Linked DNA regions of Mus musculus: region 2 is linked to region 1. The links are chromatin contacts, called in public HiChIP or PLAC-seq maps. All regions are on one chromosome and are shown on one strand. The core of a region is the stretch at or near the end of the contact, and the rest is flanking DNA. Distances in the headings are between cores, read along the strand shown.

Region 1 (3,416 bases), core at 405-2,904:
CATGGTGGCTTCTGTCACTTCACATGATCAGATAGCAAGTCTCTCAGATAGCAAGCACACTCTCAGAAAGACGTCTACTCATCTGATCCATGGGCTATGACCATTTCTATTTTACTAGTTGTATTTAATTAATGGGAAAGTATTAATCTCTTCAAAAAAAAGCAAGAATCCTAATCTGTGTGTGGAAATCAATCTCCCAAGGAGATTTTTTTTAAGCAGTGGAGCTAATTTGACTATTAGGTAATTGTATGTACACAAGAATATGTTGGGTTTTTTTTTTTTTTTTTTTTTTTTTTTTTTTGGTTTGGTTTGGTTTGGTTTTAACATCGTTGTGACTACTGGCAAAATCAGTTGGGCTCTAATCTTGGGGGTTAATGGTCTGAGTTTCTTGTACTAAAGCAATACTTTGCTAGTTAGTTTGAAGATCACCTTCTATTTGTAAATGTGCTTTTGTTTTAGTGGCACTAGGGAGAAGTTGCTTTGTGAACTATAGACATGACAGTTTTAGAAACAGAAAATATACTTTCCTATCTGGTAACTGTGGGGGTGGTGGGGGAGAGACAGAGAGAAGAGAATAACAGTATCATCAGGTCAGGCTGTGTAAGGTTCGGTTTATTTTGCTGTTTTGAAACAGTCTTGTTTCCTGAGCTGAGAATACATTACCAGTCTTACTCATCTGACTGTATATATCCCACAAAAACATATCTATCCAGGAACTCCCTGTGTACACTATGCTGACCTTGAATTTACAGAGATCCACCTGCCTCTGCTTCCCAAGTGTTTGGGCAGGTGGGTCTCTATAAATTCAAGGCCAACATAGTGTACATAGGGAGTTCCTGGATACATTTTTGTGAGTTACATACAGTTAGATTTCTCTTCTAATTCCATGTTTGTAAGCCATATGAAGTGGGTGAATCAGGTCGTTCTCACAGAACTTCAGACTTGAAAAGCTACAGATTCCTCTGCTCTGAAGCTGAGGCTATTAAGAAGTAGCTGGCAGTCAGGAGAAACACGTGAGCCTCGCTGTAGTCCCGAGACAGTTTTCCTTATTCTTTTTTGAGAATGATAGACAGTGTTTTACATTTTGAGGGTTTTCTGGAGTGATGCTGACGGATGCAAAGTATCTATCTTTGTCGCCTTTTACTTAATGGTAGGAATTTATTAATCATGTTTAATAAAATAGGAATTCTGCCCTAAGGGCTTTCCTGCCTTCTGGAAGTCATAACTGCATAAAAATCTTTAGGCAGGCATGTAATACACTGCAAGCAATTTCCACAGCTTGTTTCATTATCAATATTTTAATTCTTGTCAGAATGGTCACTTCTAAAAACAAGATCCCTGAAACTACTGAACCTAAGCCTTGCTTTCTACTGTTGAAAGTTCTTAAACTCCAAACCATTCCTTAAAGACTAACAGATGTGTGGATTAAGTATAAATGTAACTGGTTCTTTTTGCCTTTGCATTGAACACATGTTGACTAGAAGTAGATTTGTTTGCATCCCTTTGGGGTTGTAACCAAAGCACACACCCATACTCTGCCTGCCTCTCTGGAACACGTTCAAGATTTGGAGAGTTGGGTTTGTTTGGGGGTGTTTCCCTTGCCTTATCTCCAAGTAAGCAGATGCTAGGGTTGAATTTATTTTGACCCTCTCACTTTAAATGTGGAACTGAAGCAAGAATTTAAACACATCAGAAGAGTGTGTGCTGCACTTGAGACATGCGGGACTCAGGGAGAAAGGTGTGTACTATATTCCCCAGTGTTCTCTAGATGCTTTTCAGAGGCAGTGTCTATCCATATAGGTGACTGCAAGCTAGCAACTGTTACCCAAAAGGAAAGTAGTTACAACCAAGTAAATATCTATGTTGCATTTAAATTGTGGTTTTTGTGCTTGGTTTTAGCAGCATTTCCCCAGTGGTGCTTTTTACAATTAGCGACAAAATAAGTTTTGAATTTTTCTTGAAATTTTCCTTTTTAGAAAAATTTAGGAGGCGTTTATTGCAGTAGAAAGTATACCATTTATTTCCCAAGACTATGACTCAGAACTGTATAGGTATTTTTTAAGTATTCTGTCATTTTGTTTTCTGCTTCAAATAAAGAGAGATGCATGTGATTATTAAATAAAGGCTACTGAGCTTCTGGCGAGTGGCAGTTCTTGCTTCACTGAGCATGGTTGGCTTTGTCTAGGAATTTCAAGTTAGAGTACATTAGATAGGTAGTTGCCTAGACTGACCTTTTTCTTACTGATCTTTTCCAGAGCCTGGCCCAACTAGAGAATCTGTGCAAACAGTTGTATGAAACAACAGATACAACCACTCGACTGCAGGCAGAGAAAGCCTTGGTTGAATTCACCAACAGCCCTGATTGCCTGAGCAAGTGCCAGCTGCTCCTCGAGAGAGGAAGTGTACGTAAGAGTTAAGTCCTAAAGGGTAGCAGAATTAAGAAAAATGCCCTGCTTCTAACTTTAGGGACAGTGGGGTAGCCATTGCTGAGTCTTGAGGTATCCGATGTACTTCACTCTTGAGCACTGTCATAGCCAGGTTAACGATGGCCTCCTCAGTAAGCAAGCTCAGTAAGCTCCCACACACTTCTGTTCTGCACCAGGCTCCTAGAATGCATTCTCTATTCTTACGCTTCAGTGCCACCTCCTGTCCTTTATAGGGGCAAGGGGGTCTATAAGTCCTTGTTTTATAAACTTGATTGTCTCCTATTGTTTTTTTCCTCAGTTCTGCTTACTAGTTACCTAACAGAGCTAAGGAAACATGACCATGACAGTGAAATGAAAGGAAATTAAAGTGTTTTCTTTTGTTAGTTTTTGAGGCAGAGTCTCACATAGTACAGGGTTGTCTCAAGTTTACTATGTATCTCAGGATGACCTTGAACCTCTGATGCCTGGGCCTCCCGTGCGAACTAAGATTTAGTGTGACCATGTCAGGCTGGGAAGTTTAGGTTTTAGAATTAGAATCTCTTCCAACTGAGGCTGAGGAGATGATGGATCAGTGGTTAAGAGCACAAACTACACTTGCAAAGGACCCGGAGTTTGGTTTCCAGCCCCCGTGTCAGGTAGCATGCAAACATCTGTAACTCTCGTGTCAGAGGGATCAGCACCTCCCTTAGTGAAATAACATACACTTAAATTCAGCCCGGTTTTTTTTTTTTGTTTTTTGTTTTTTTGTTTTACTTTATGTATTTATGTATTTATTTATTTTTGATTTTTTTCTTTTTCCCAAGGCAGGGTTTCTGTGTGTAACCCTGACTGTCCTAGAACTCACTTTGTAGACCAGACTGGCCTTAAACTGAAAGACTCGCCTACTTCTGCCTCCCAAGTGCTCATGCCCAGATTGTTCTTGTTTTTCTTAATGCCCAAACAACTTTCTAGACATGCCTACCTATATATTATCTTTTTTACAGGTAAAAG
Region 2 (3,416 bases), core at 445-2,944, 2.6 Mb before region 1:
TAAGTTATATCCCAGACTTTTCACTTTTTATTATAAAACAGAGTCTTACTAAGTTGCCCGGGTTGGAGTTCAACTCACTCTATAGCCAAAGCCTGTCTTAAACTTGGGATTTTCTTGCCTTAGGCTCTGAGCATTATGGGCCTGAGCTACCAGGTCAGGCTCAACTTTGATCTGTGTGTTGAAAGGGGCTTATGGGGGAAACATGTTACAATGACTTCTGACACAAATAGCTGACCATCAGCTGATTTGAGGTCAGTACCAGCAGAGATGACCGGTCACCAGCTCTGTTACGCGTCTGAGGACCCAAGTTCCTTTGCCATTCTGTCTCAAACTTAAGAGTAGCTTGCCACAAATACCAAGGTGGCATCAATTGGCCAAGTGTCACATTCTCTGATAATTATGAGGCAGGACTGTATCATTTCTGTATATTATTTGATCAGGCTCCCACAGTCTATCTTTTATCTTCACCAAACCTAGACTGTATGTAGCCTGAGCTCTTGCCTAAATCTGGGACAAAGTGAACTCAAGTGCTATTTTAATTCCATTCATTCTCCGTGGCTGCATCAGGGCCTGGGGCTCTACCTCCTGACAAACATTTGGTCTCTAGAAGGCTTCTGAAGTTAGGCAAGTCTGAAAATTGAAGGAGGCCCATGTATCCTTCACTCATCTGACATCAAGGCAGAAAATAAGCCCAGGCTTGCAACCTACCCAATTAAGTTCTCGATTCCTCAGTCCTTGCTCAGCTGTTCCAAGATAGTTTACACCAGAACAACAACTGTATTTTATTCACAGCACTTCAATTAGTGAGTTGTATGAATAAGGACTGACAAAGGGAGAAAATTATGTTGACTGACAGGTAAAACGTAACTAGAAAAGCTACCATTGCTGAGCCAGCTTTTGGTGGCGGTAGGTAGTTCTAGTATAAAGTATGCTCTTTTCCGGTGTCTGTGCGTCGGCGACATGGTCAGACAAATATTACTTGGGTTCGAGTCCTCTGCCAGGGACCTGCTATGTGACGCGGGCAAATTGGCTCCCCGAACTCCCCACTTCCAACCCGCAAAAGTGGAATGCCGACCTTCCCAGTTTGACCGGCTGTCTCGGAGAAACCATTATGAAAGGAGGCCGGATCGTGCGCATGAACACGGCCAACTGGTTTTCTGCTTTCGTCTCAAACGCGTTTGTAAGCGATTTTTCAAAGTCGGGTCCGCCTGGCAAACTGGTTTTCAAAAGCTACTTTCCCGCTAAGATCTGTCCCGCTCGGACCGCGCCTCCTGTTTCCCCATCAAAAGACTATAGTCTGTGCGTGCATCGCCCATCTTCCCTTGTCTCCAGAAGGCCACCAATGGCCCCACCCTGGACCGCCCACCCGGGCCGAGCCCACCTCCCACTGGCCCGGCACGTTTGTTTTTGTTTTGCCGGCCGCGCGGGCCGGGCGAGGGGCGCGCCCTGTCCAGCGTTCTCCCAGAGGCCGCGGCTCCTCGCAGCGGGCCGGCCCCGCCTCGGCTGGCGCCGCCCACGGGGACGACGCGGGCGGAGACAGGCCCGGGCAGGCGCGGCTTCCCCGCGGCTTCCCGCCCGCGCCCTCGCCCTCGCCCTCGCCCTTGCCCGCCGCCGCCGCCACCGCCGCCCCGGTTCCCCACTGACGCCCGCGGCCCGCGAGCCTCGCGGACGTGACGCCGCGGGCGGAAGTGACGTTTTCCCGCGGTTGGCCCGGGCGCTCGGTTGCCGGGCGCGTCCGGTTTTCCTCGGGGGACGTTCCCATTATTTTTGTAACGGGAGTCGGGTGAGGACGGGGCGTGCCCGGCGTGCGCGCGCGCCCGCCCGCCTCCCCGCGCGCCTCCCTCGGCTGCTCGCGCCGGCCCGCGCTGCGCGTCATGCCGCCCAAAGCCCCGCGCAGAGCCGCGGCCGCCGAGCCCCCGCCACCGCCGCCGCCGCCGCCTCGGGAGGACGACCCCGCGCAGGACAGCGGCCCCGAAGAGCTGCCCCTGGCCAGGTGAGGAGCGCGGCCGCCGCGGGCCGGAGAGAAGGGAAGGGAAGGGAGCGGGGACGCCGGGTGCATCCCGGCGGGGACGCCGGGCGGGCGCATCTCGGCGGGGCCGGGCTGGCGGTAGGAGCGGCGCCCCGGGTCTCCGGGGTCCCCTTGGTCCCCCATCTCTGCGGGGGTGGCGGCGGCGCGCTGACACGGTCCCGGGCTCGCGGGCGACGGGGAGGGCATCCCGAAGGGGTCTGGGCTGCGGCTTGACAGGTGTCGGGCGGGTGGGGCTCCTGCTCCCGAGCGAAGTGACAGGTGCAGGCTCTACTCCAGCGACGCCCAGGCGCGGAGCCGGCGGGTCCCGGAGAGCCCCGGTCAGATGCAAAAACAATTGAAATAAATATTTAAAAAAAGAAAAAAAAAACTCGACCGGTGTTTGTTTTCTTTCTTCCTCCCTTTTTTCTCCGTGGAGATCCGAAGCACCCCCGGGGTGGGTTGACTTTCTCTTTTGCAGTCGTCCTGCGATGCAACAGTTGGGAGCCTTGCCCTCTCTGAGCTTGCGCTGCATCGGCAGCTTGGTCCTGGGAGAGGCCAAGAAAAGCCTTGTAGGCAAAGCGCAGGGTCGTGGGTGTCAATTGCTCACGGGGTCCTCAGCTCCCGGGCTTTGTGGGGGTTTCTTTAGAACAATGCTTTGAGGCCCGGGGGGATTTAAAGCCATCTGTGGAGACTGATGGAGCAGAACTCTTAGAAGAACTGGTATGTGGGCAAAAGTTTCAGGAGACATTTAAATGCAAGGGCTTGGAAGTTTCTAAACTTTGTTCCCCTTTTTTTTCAGGGTAGAACTCTTCTTGCGTGCTGATTGGCCCGCAGCATGCTTCATTATTTCTTGCCTTTTGCCTTTGAGCATTCACGGATTCTGGTGCCTCCCCCTCCCTTTTTTCTTTTTTGGTCTTGTGTTTGGTACTGTGTTCTCTCAAAGAACTTTTCTCTCCATTTATTAAGTGGAATCTAAACTTAAGTTCATGTGGATCCAATAAGAACAACAGAGAGATATTTATTGTATTTCAACATTTTTTTTCTTGACTGTGCTACTGTGTGATTAAGTAACAGAAATTGAAACAATATGATTGTTGTTATTGTCAGCACTAGTTTTGAGAGTATAGATCCATTGTAGATGGGAGTTGTTTTTGTCTCTCACGGTCCTTCAATTTCTAGCCCATCATTAAGTTCTCGAGTTTTTGTTGTTGTTGTTGTTTTTGTTTTTTTGGGAGGGGGTGTTTTTGTTGTTTTTAATTACTCTGACTCTGTAACCCAGGCTTGCCTTAAGCTCTCTGTTTTACTGCCTCTGCCTCCCAAGTTCTGGGATTGTAGCCCTGATGGGCTATCAAGCTCCTTTCTTCTCATTGAGCATCAATCAAGGCTCTTTGTGAGACCCAGACTCTTA

The links. HiChIP or PLAC-seq counts read pairs in DNA pulled down with a chosen protein or histone mark.
Region 2: an H3K4me3 HiChIP or PLAC-seq map of embryonic forebrain shows a contact between it and region 1, with 7 times the contacts expected there. The contact joins the promoter of Rb1 here to the promoter of Xpo7 in region 1. A contact is called at or near these places in 3 of 39 promoter capture datasets (the 3T3-L1 cell line and hippocampal neurons) and 1 of 115 datasets of contacts at active chromatin or transcription factors (embryonic forebrain).

Annotation. Positions count from the first base shown.
Region 1 is chr14:70,706,273-70,709,688 of GRCm38.p6, reverse strand. It overlaps Xpo7 (exportin 7), which reads left to right and starts at 1,654. Exons shown (of 28, transcript NM_001359888.1): 1 at 1,654-1,738; 2 at 2,256-2,402. The coding sequence starts at 1,718.
Region 2 is chr14:73,324,100-73,327,515 of GRCm38.p6, reverse strand. Rb1 (RB transcriptional corepressor 1) reads left to right here and starts at 1,694. Exons shown (of 27, transcript NM_009029.3): 1 at 1,694-1,993. The coding sequence starts at 1,875.